Regions from separate parts of the Mus musculus genome. Here region 2 is linked to region 1. Evidence: chromatin contacts called from public HiChIP or PLAC-seq data. All regions are on one chromosome and are shown on one strand. Each heading gives the region's core, a stretch centred on a gene start, on an enhancer-like site or on the middle of the called end of the contact. The rest is flanking DNA. Distances are from core to core; before and after follow the strand shown. Region 1 holds the start of 4930461G14Rik (RIKEN cDNA 4930461G14 gene). Region 2 holds the start of Ccdc33 (coiled-coil domain containing 33).

Region 1 (4,104 bases), core at 585-3,084:
AGGAAGAGGTTGGGCAGACAAGTGAAGAACATTCTTGTGGGGTCCATTCTGGATTCTGGGTTCTTCCCTGAGGGTGACACAGGGTGCTACACAAACTAGGCGGGTATCTTTCTGCTCCCTGCCTTTCCTGCCTTTCCCTTAGAAATGCCATCATGCTGGGCTCCACAGCAGATCCCTAGGGGGATAAACAAACCTGAGTGCCCAGAGAAGGATTGATAGAGAAGGGCCAGAGATGAGGGTGGGTCTTCTGCTCAGACCTGGTTCTCATGCTGATGACCGGAGCCTGAGCTGGGAGGACCTGAAGGGGAAATTGTCAAACTATCCCTTCATTCCACTGGACTCCTTTCCAAAGGGGCAGCCGGAAGGGCAATCAGGAGGTGTGGAACTTAATACTGTAGCCCATACTCCAGATAGGAAATTTATTTTCTTAATCCTGGGTAAGCTAACACTATCCTCCACATCATAGTTTCCTGATCAGTAAAGTGAGGCTTGAAACCACATCTCAGGATTGTGGCATGAATTTTAAAAAGAGAGCCACACCGAGGATAATGTATGTAAAATTCCTAACATGATGCCTGGCAAGGGGCAGCTCCCAACCACTAGCTGTAATGATGGTTACTATTACTAATCCCGTTGGGCAGTGCTTCTCCACCTTTGAAAACTCTAGGTTCCTTTGTGAGAGGCACACAGGTCTCAAACCCCTGCCTTCTTCCACACAGGATTTAAAAAGAAATAAAGGCTGGAGGGGTGGGGAGACATTTCAAGAACTTACAAGAGAGCTTCCCAAATACAGGGATGGCTCCGGGTGGGCTGGGATGGGGAAGGTGTTCTGGGCTGCATTTCTGAGTGTGGTCCCGAGGCTCGGAGCAACCACTTGGGTAGGACTCCCCTCTTTCCCAGGCTACCCGCAGTGTGTGTTGGATCCCCGCCCAGCCTCGCAGCTCAGGCCGCAGTGACTTTGAGCCAAGAACAGAGGAAGCTCTTTCGAATACAAATACCTTTGGACCCTCAGATCCCAGCCGGCGCGCCATTCTCATGCTAATGAATGGGGCTCCAGTTCAGGTGGTTTTGAAGGGGAAATTGCCAACACAGTTACCCAGCCCAGCCTGCTGCGTTTCTCCTCTGCCAGGACTAAGACCTCGGGGATCATTTTTAGCACGGCCTCCAGTACCAGCACCAGCTCTACCCCAGTGACTCTATAGTTCTGCAAGTCTCATGACTGGCTGGGCTCCATTATTTGGGGTTTATGAACTGAACAGATCCTTCTAAATCAATGTAATAATTCACGTGACAGTGATAGCTGCCATTCACACACCTACTCTCCAGTCAGGGTGTTTGGGAGTGTGCTCAGAGCACTGGGTCCGTCATTGTTCCGTCTGCAGCAGTGAGGCCCAGAAAGTAAGGCAAAGTGCTCCAGACCTTGCCACTGTGGTGCCAGGCTCCAAAGTCAGATGTTGTATAGGGCTACACCTGTAGGACATAGGCCTTGATCATAGGTCACATCACCCTATGATCATCAGTTTGGGGTTTCTGGGCCTGTAAATATTCCCCCACTGAAGCCCCATTTCATTTTTCTGTTGTCTTATCATTGCCCTCTCCCCTTTTATCCAGACCTGGACAATACCTGTTTTAACTCAATGAACTACTCACCCTTCAAGGCCTAAGTCACTTGTACCAGCTCTGCTACATAAAGCTGTCCAAGCAAGCTCTCTTCATTCTGTCTCCACTGTTCAGATCTTTAGGATAGTCCTCAGGTGTGGTCCTGTCCCCTTCTGGGCTGGGAAGTACTTGAGGGAGAGTACCTGCCTAGTTCATCTCCACAATGCCAATGCCTGGCACTGAAGAGGTCAACTCAGGAACTTTGGAAAATTCCATCTCCTCTCCTGGAAGAGAAAGGTCATAGAGGACTTAGGCACCACCCCCTCCGGAAGGGAGGGGCTAATTACATTCCTCAGACAAGGTGGGGGGAGGGAGGAACCAACCATCAGCCACTTGCGGGTATGGGAAGTCCTGAGCACATAGACACATTCTGTGACCATTGGCCACCTATAGACAAGGGAAGTCCTTGCCACCTCATTCCCTAAAGACCAATCAGTTTAAAAGTCGCACTGTTCTGCCAATCACAATGTGCGCAATGGCTGCGGCTCTGAAAACTGTATAAAAACTTACCGAATGGGCTGTGCAGAGTCCTTGTTCTCTCTTCTTCTTGTGCAGGGTGACCCCAGCATGCTGGAACAATAAAATTCCTCTTGTTTTTGCAACGATTCCCGGCTCAGCGTTGTTCACTGTGTGTGTGTTGGGGGCAAAGGTGTGTGTGGGGGGGAAATCTCTCACCAGAGTCTTACATTATTGGGCCTGGTAATCAGCTTCGAGAATGTTTCCAGGATGAGCCATTGACTAAAAGGGATGGTTCCAGTGGAGAAGGCTCTGGGCACTGAAGGGGGCACTGAAGCAAAAGTGTCATGAGCTCTTGGCATCATGAAGCTCCACACCTTGGCTTCACTCTCCCATCTGTGCTGGCAGTGTCTCCTCCAGAGCGTCCTAAGACAGGTCACTTTGTACCTCAGGGCCTTGACTAAGGCCAAGGAAAACTTGACTCAAAAGTGACTTCAGCCTAGATAGGCAGGGTACCAGCATTGCATTTGACACCCGTCTCCTACCAAGGTATGGGGAATGTGGCTGGTGGGTCACTGCCTCCTGCCTTTGGGGGGCTGCGTGGTTTTGGAGAGAGCATGTATACTTCTATTCAAGAGCAGCCAGACCTCTAGGTAATCAGGCTCTAAGCCACATCCCAGCTCAGATCAAAGGCAGCCAGACTATCGTCAGTTCACATGAGTCACACATTAGCCAAGCATCATGGGAGAGTGATCTTCCCCGTGAAGCCTCAGTCACAAATGCCCTGCTCCCCCACCTCTGCTACGAAGCCCAGACATATTAACTAAGCCTGCTTCCTTGAGATGCAAGACCTTCCACCCCCAGACACCTTCAAAAGGAGACATGTTCCTTGGCTGATGAGATGGAAACTCTCTCAGACTCTGTCCCCCAGTGGCATCTGCAGCACTGATAAGGCTCTACCCTACAGGACAGTGTGACTCAGCCTCTCCTCCTCCCTCTCTTCTCTTTCTGCCTAAAATCTAATACTCCTCAGATGACTTCTGAATGGACTTCCCCCTCCACCTTGGCAATGGCTAGGTTGCACACTCTCTCAACTCCTTCTTGAATTTTCCACCCCATCCTGGACTTAGTAGAGACTAGAGAAGAGCCTTGTAGAGACAGTGAGCTAAGCAAGCTCCAGGCTGGGGTACTCCTCTTTTGTTCAGCTCTGACCTGACTCCTGTCCTATAAAAGCCCACCCTGGCTCTGGAGCGGTTATGTGTAGGGTTCTGGGAGGTGGGGGGAGAGGGATACTTATTCAGGAAGTCATGTCCTGGAATTTATCTCCATAGCCTAAGAGGAGGAAGCACTACCCGGCTGGTGGTGCTGGGGTAGGCTGAGGGAAGGAAGTCATTGGGGTTTGATGGGAAGCTCATTTTGCCGTAATTGTATTGTGCACATTAAACCAGAAATTGTGAGAGTGAAGGCAGAGCAGGAAAGGTGCTGAAGGAGTTTCCAGGGGAGGAGCAGGGGCTGAGGAGGCATCCCAGACTCATATGGGACAAGGGGTGGGGCTTTAAGGTCCTCTGGGCCAGGCAGGGACAGCACCACCCTACTCTTTTATATTTACATTTTTATTTTCACACATATATGTATATGTGGCATGCATGCCTGTTTGGTGTGTGTGTGCGCGCATTTATGTGTTCAGGTAAAGGTGTGTTGAAGCTAGGGGTTGACATTGGGGGTTTTGACCATTCGCCATCTACCTCATACATTGAGGCAAGGTCTCTCATTTGTACCCAGAGCTTGCGGATTTGATTAGTTTAGCTTCCCATCTTGCTTTGGGGAGCCTCCATCTGCTTCCCAACACCCCTTAGAGGACTGGGCTTAAATAGGTGTGCTAACTTCCTACCCAGCATTTAGATGGATGTGGGGATTAGAACTCAAGTTCACACAAGTGCTTTACCCACTAAGCCAGCCCCTCCCCAACCAGCTCTTGCCAGTTGAGCC
Region 2 (4,104 bases), core at 645-3,144, 340 kb after region 1:
TGTTAATGGTGGTGGTGATGGCGCTAATTGTTCAGGTCCAGATGGTGTGAAATTCCTTCCTCAAGCAGGAAGCCTGACGCCTGACGCCTGCCTGACGCAGATGTGTGGCCCCTTGACTGTGGAAAACAGCAGGCAGGAGATAAAGCCAGTGCAAATGTCCCCCAGCAGGAGAAAAATTAGGCCACAAATTCAAGGAAGGGCAAAAGAAAGAACTCAGATAAGGAGGTCAAAGAGACCATGCTTGGGGCTGGAGAGATGATTCAGTGGTTAAGAGCACTGGCTGTTCTTCCAAAGGGCCAGGGTTCAGTTCTCAGCACCCACACGGCAGCTCACAATTGTCTGCAATTCCGGTTCCAGAGGATCTGACCCCTCATACAGATATTCATGCAGGAGAAAAACAATGCACACAAAATAGAAATAAATCAATGTACATAAAATAGAAATAAATAGATTATATATACAAACATATACATATATACATGTGTGTATACACACACACACACACACACACACACACACATATATATATATATAAAAGAGACTTGCTCAAGTTCTGCTTGTAATGCCATCTCTAGTAGCTAGATAATATATAAACAGCAGTGGGAAAATAAAATTTGTTCATTCTTAAAGGGAACCCAGAGTCTTGTGTCTCTTTCTACCATTATTCTTCTTTCCTGTACTTCCCAAGACTGTGCTGGACACAGTAGGTAGTGATGGTGGCGGCGTGGTGGTGATAGTAGTGGCAGCAGACTTAGTCTCTTTTGAATAGTGTCTAGGATCCTCTGATTTCCATTGAAACCCAGGACAAAGAAGCACAGACTCTAGACTGACAACCTAGCTTTGAGAGGCCAAGTTCTCTGTAAAGCTGTATGTCTTGTATAAGGTAAGCTGGTTGCAGAAGCAGACATGGACCATATATTCCCTTACCCTGGAGACCTCTCCCATATCCATACTAAGGACTCCCAGGTAGAGACAGGTTCCCCAGAAATGGAGAGTTCTGAATACCACATACTCATGTGCCCCCAATTTTCTATAGAATGTATGAAGTAGATCATCTCTTAGCACACTTGAGAATTTGGTTGTGTGTGTATGTGTTTGTGTGTGTGTGTGCATGCATGCATACATGCTGTGTGTATGGTTTAAGGATTTATATATGTTATGAGTACAAATGTGTGTACAAGTACACATGTGTATGTGTTTGTATCTGTGTGTATGTTTGTGTGTACAGGTACACATGTGTGCATGCTTGTGTGTGTGTGTTTGTGTGTACAGGTACACCTGTGTGCATGTTTATGTATGTGTGTTTGTGTGCACACATACACATGTGTGTGTTTGTATGTACAGGTACATGTGTGTGTGTGTGCATGTAGATACCAGAGGTCAACCTCAGATGTTATTCCTCAGGACTCTTACTTTTTTTAAGACAGGAACTTACTGATTCTCCTAGATGGACTTCCTGCCTGGGCCTTCCCAGGACTAAAATGATAAGCATAGCATACACAACCATTCCTAGTTTCCATGGGTCCTGGGAATCAAACTCAGGTTCTCATGCTTGTGCATCAAGTACATTACTGACCGAGTCCCAGCCCTGATCATTCATTTTCCATATTTCTTGTTTATCTTTGTCTTCTCTACCCATTACCTTCACTAGAAGACAGGCTTCAGGAGGGCAGGAATGTGTCTATTTCACTGCTATATTCAAAATGCCCAAGACAGCACCTCATATACAGTAGGTTCTCAATAAATATTTACTGAGAGATCAAATGCTAAATGGGAAGAATTAATTGATGCCTTTGTTCCCCAGTTCAGGCTCAGTTTCCTGGCTTGTTGCCTGGATCCTTCTCAAACAAACAGAGAAGGGTGAGGTGTGGCCCCAAGTGCCTAATCTGTCTTCTTTCCGACTGGACCCAGGATGGGACTGTGAGCAGGAGAGGGCAGGGCTCAGCCTGGAGTTCTGACCCTGGCTGAAGCCATGGCCTTTAGAGGTCCTGATCCCTACCTCCCTGCATCCCTGCTGAGCCAGCGACTGAAGGCTGGAGAGAAGACACTGGACCTGGAGTTTGAGATCTTGAGTGTGGGATTTAATGAGGAGGGCCGGTACGCCCTGAGGCTGTCAGCTGAAAACCCACTGCAGGCAGGCTCCAGTGCTGGGGTGCAGTTGCAAGTCAATGATGGGGACCCCCTTCCAGCCTGCTCAGCTGTCACTGAGGTCATTGAGCAGCAGGATCCTGGCCAGAGCCTCACCTTCACCAGGAACAAATTTATCTTCACTCTGCCCAAAGGTACAAAGTGAAGTCAAGGGTTGGGGGGGAAGCAGGATCTTTGGGACTTCTGCCCTAGAGCTGATCAGGACCCTGGGGGACTGCAAGGGACCTGGACAGCCAGAGGCAGAGCTCCAGCCTTAATTCTAAGCTCTGCCTGTGTGACTATGTGGCCTTGGGCAAACGCTGGTCCTGTAAGGTTCCTGCTTCCTTCAGCGTGGCATGGATGCTGAAACTGTTCTCATAGAGGGCAAAGGTGAAGAGGAACTAAAGGGGGATGTGAATTTGATAGAGACAAAGCCCACAGCATGTTTAGACCTAGGCAGTGAACGGTACATGGATGAAGTGATGCTAGAAGCCCCCTGAGTTCCTTCTGATTGTAGGGATAGAGACTGGACAGACATGAATGGATAGAAGATCCTGGTCTTACTTTCTGGGAGCTTCCAGACTGGGTACAAAGAGGCAGGAATTTTAAGTCAAAACTAGCTAAGTAATCTAGAAGATCCAGGCTTAGACAGAGGACTTACCAGACAACAGTCCTGGTGTATATCCCAGGCTAAGGTTAGCCAAACTCTTCCCTGGTGTCAGAACCCAGAACAATTCCATGGGCTATAGGCCTCCTCACTCTGGTGGGGTCACATGAGGCATAGGTAAACCAAAGGAGTCTTGAGTGAGGGCTGAGAGGAGTCAGCCACAAGGGAATTCTTAGCCGAGCTCACTTGGATTCAGTTCAAGTTGCCCCAGGGCCCTGGATGTCCTTCTCACCCCTTGGAGAAGGGAGGGAGATCCTAAAGACCACATTTAAAGCCATGTTCTCCACCCAGGGTTCTGTAAGAATGATGGGCAGAGTGATGCACATCTGCGTGTGGAGGCTCTGAGGCTGGATGGATCCTCAGGACAGGAGGCTCAGAGGGTAGGTGAGGCCATCTTCCCCATTTACCCACGACCAGATGAGCCCCGAATGAACCTCACAGCACAGGATCATGAAGACCTGTACCGCTATTGTGGCAACCTGGCTCTTCTCCGAGCCAGCGAGGACCCCACAGCCCGCCACTGTGGGGGCCTGGCTTACAGTGTGGCCTTCCATGTGCACAGGGACCCTAGGTCCTCTGTCTCAGACTGTCAACTGGAACCCAGCCAACCAGAGCTACAGGTAGGTGCTCCTGGGTCCCAGTTCAGGACACAGCCTTTGATGAAACTGGCTGTCTGCAGCCCTACAGTCCCCAACCTCAATCTCCTACGTTCTCAGCAGACTTCGAGGGAGGCCCTGAGTGACAAGATAGAAGAATCTTATATGAGCCCATTCAGCACTGACAGTGACCAGGAGGGGCTCAGCTGGGAAGCAGGACCCTGGCAGCATCCGGCTCAGGTGAGGGGCACCAGCCCTTCTGTGGGAGGGTTCCCTACTACGTTCTCTCTCATTTAGGCATCACATCCAATTGAGAACTCACAGAGCAAGCAGTAGTTCATTGCACAGATGGAGAAAACACACCTCAGGATTCTAGGTTCCACGAAATGTCAACAGTTACTGGAAACCTCAGGACATACATAGTAGCGTGTGGTACCCAATGCCAGGACAGCCACTAAGTATGGAATGTCACTAGAGCCAATACATTTGGATAAAATATTGGTATTACACACAGTCCTTGACACTGTCATGAAGGCTCTGAAAGGGGTCAGGGTGTAAGCCCAGGACAGGCTTTCTCAGAAGATGTGTCATTTTGAAAGGGCTCTTTGCTTCCTTCCTCACTCATTTACGGGCTCCTCCATCCTGTATTTGTCTTTCAGACTAGGTGAGTGAGGTTTACGGGTAGCAATTTGGAGAAGGTTCCATGGGTGAGGT

The links. HiChIP or PLAC-seq counts read pairs in DNA pulled down with a chosen protein or histone mark.
Region 2: a contact with region 1 is called in a FOXA1 HiChIP or PLAC-seq map of pancreatic cancer cells. The contact joins the promoter of Ccdc33 here to the promoter of 4930461G14Rik in region 1. A contact is called at or near these places in 3 of 115 datasets of contacts at active chromatin or transcription factors (embryonic stem cells and pancreatic cancer cells) and 1 of 9 other capture datasets (adipose tissue).

What each region holds. Positions count from the first base shown.
Region 1 is chr9:58,452,903-58,457,006 of GRCm38.p6, reverse strand. 4930461G14Rik (RIKEN cDNA 4930461G14 gene) reads right to left here and starts at 1,834. Exons shown (of 3, transcript NR_040736.1): 1 at 1,651-1,834.
Region 2 is chr9:58,116,613-58,120,716 of GRCm38.p6, reverse strand. Ccdc33 (coiled-coil domain containing 33) reads left to right here and starts at 1,894. Exons shown (of 20, transcript NM_001166282.1): 1 at 1,894-2,282; 2 at 3,086-3,414; 3 at 3,514-3,630. The coding sequence starts at 1,973. It also overlaps a transcript of Stra6 not described here.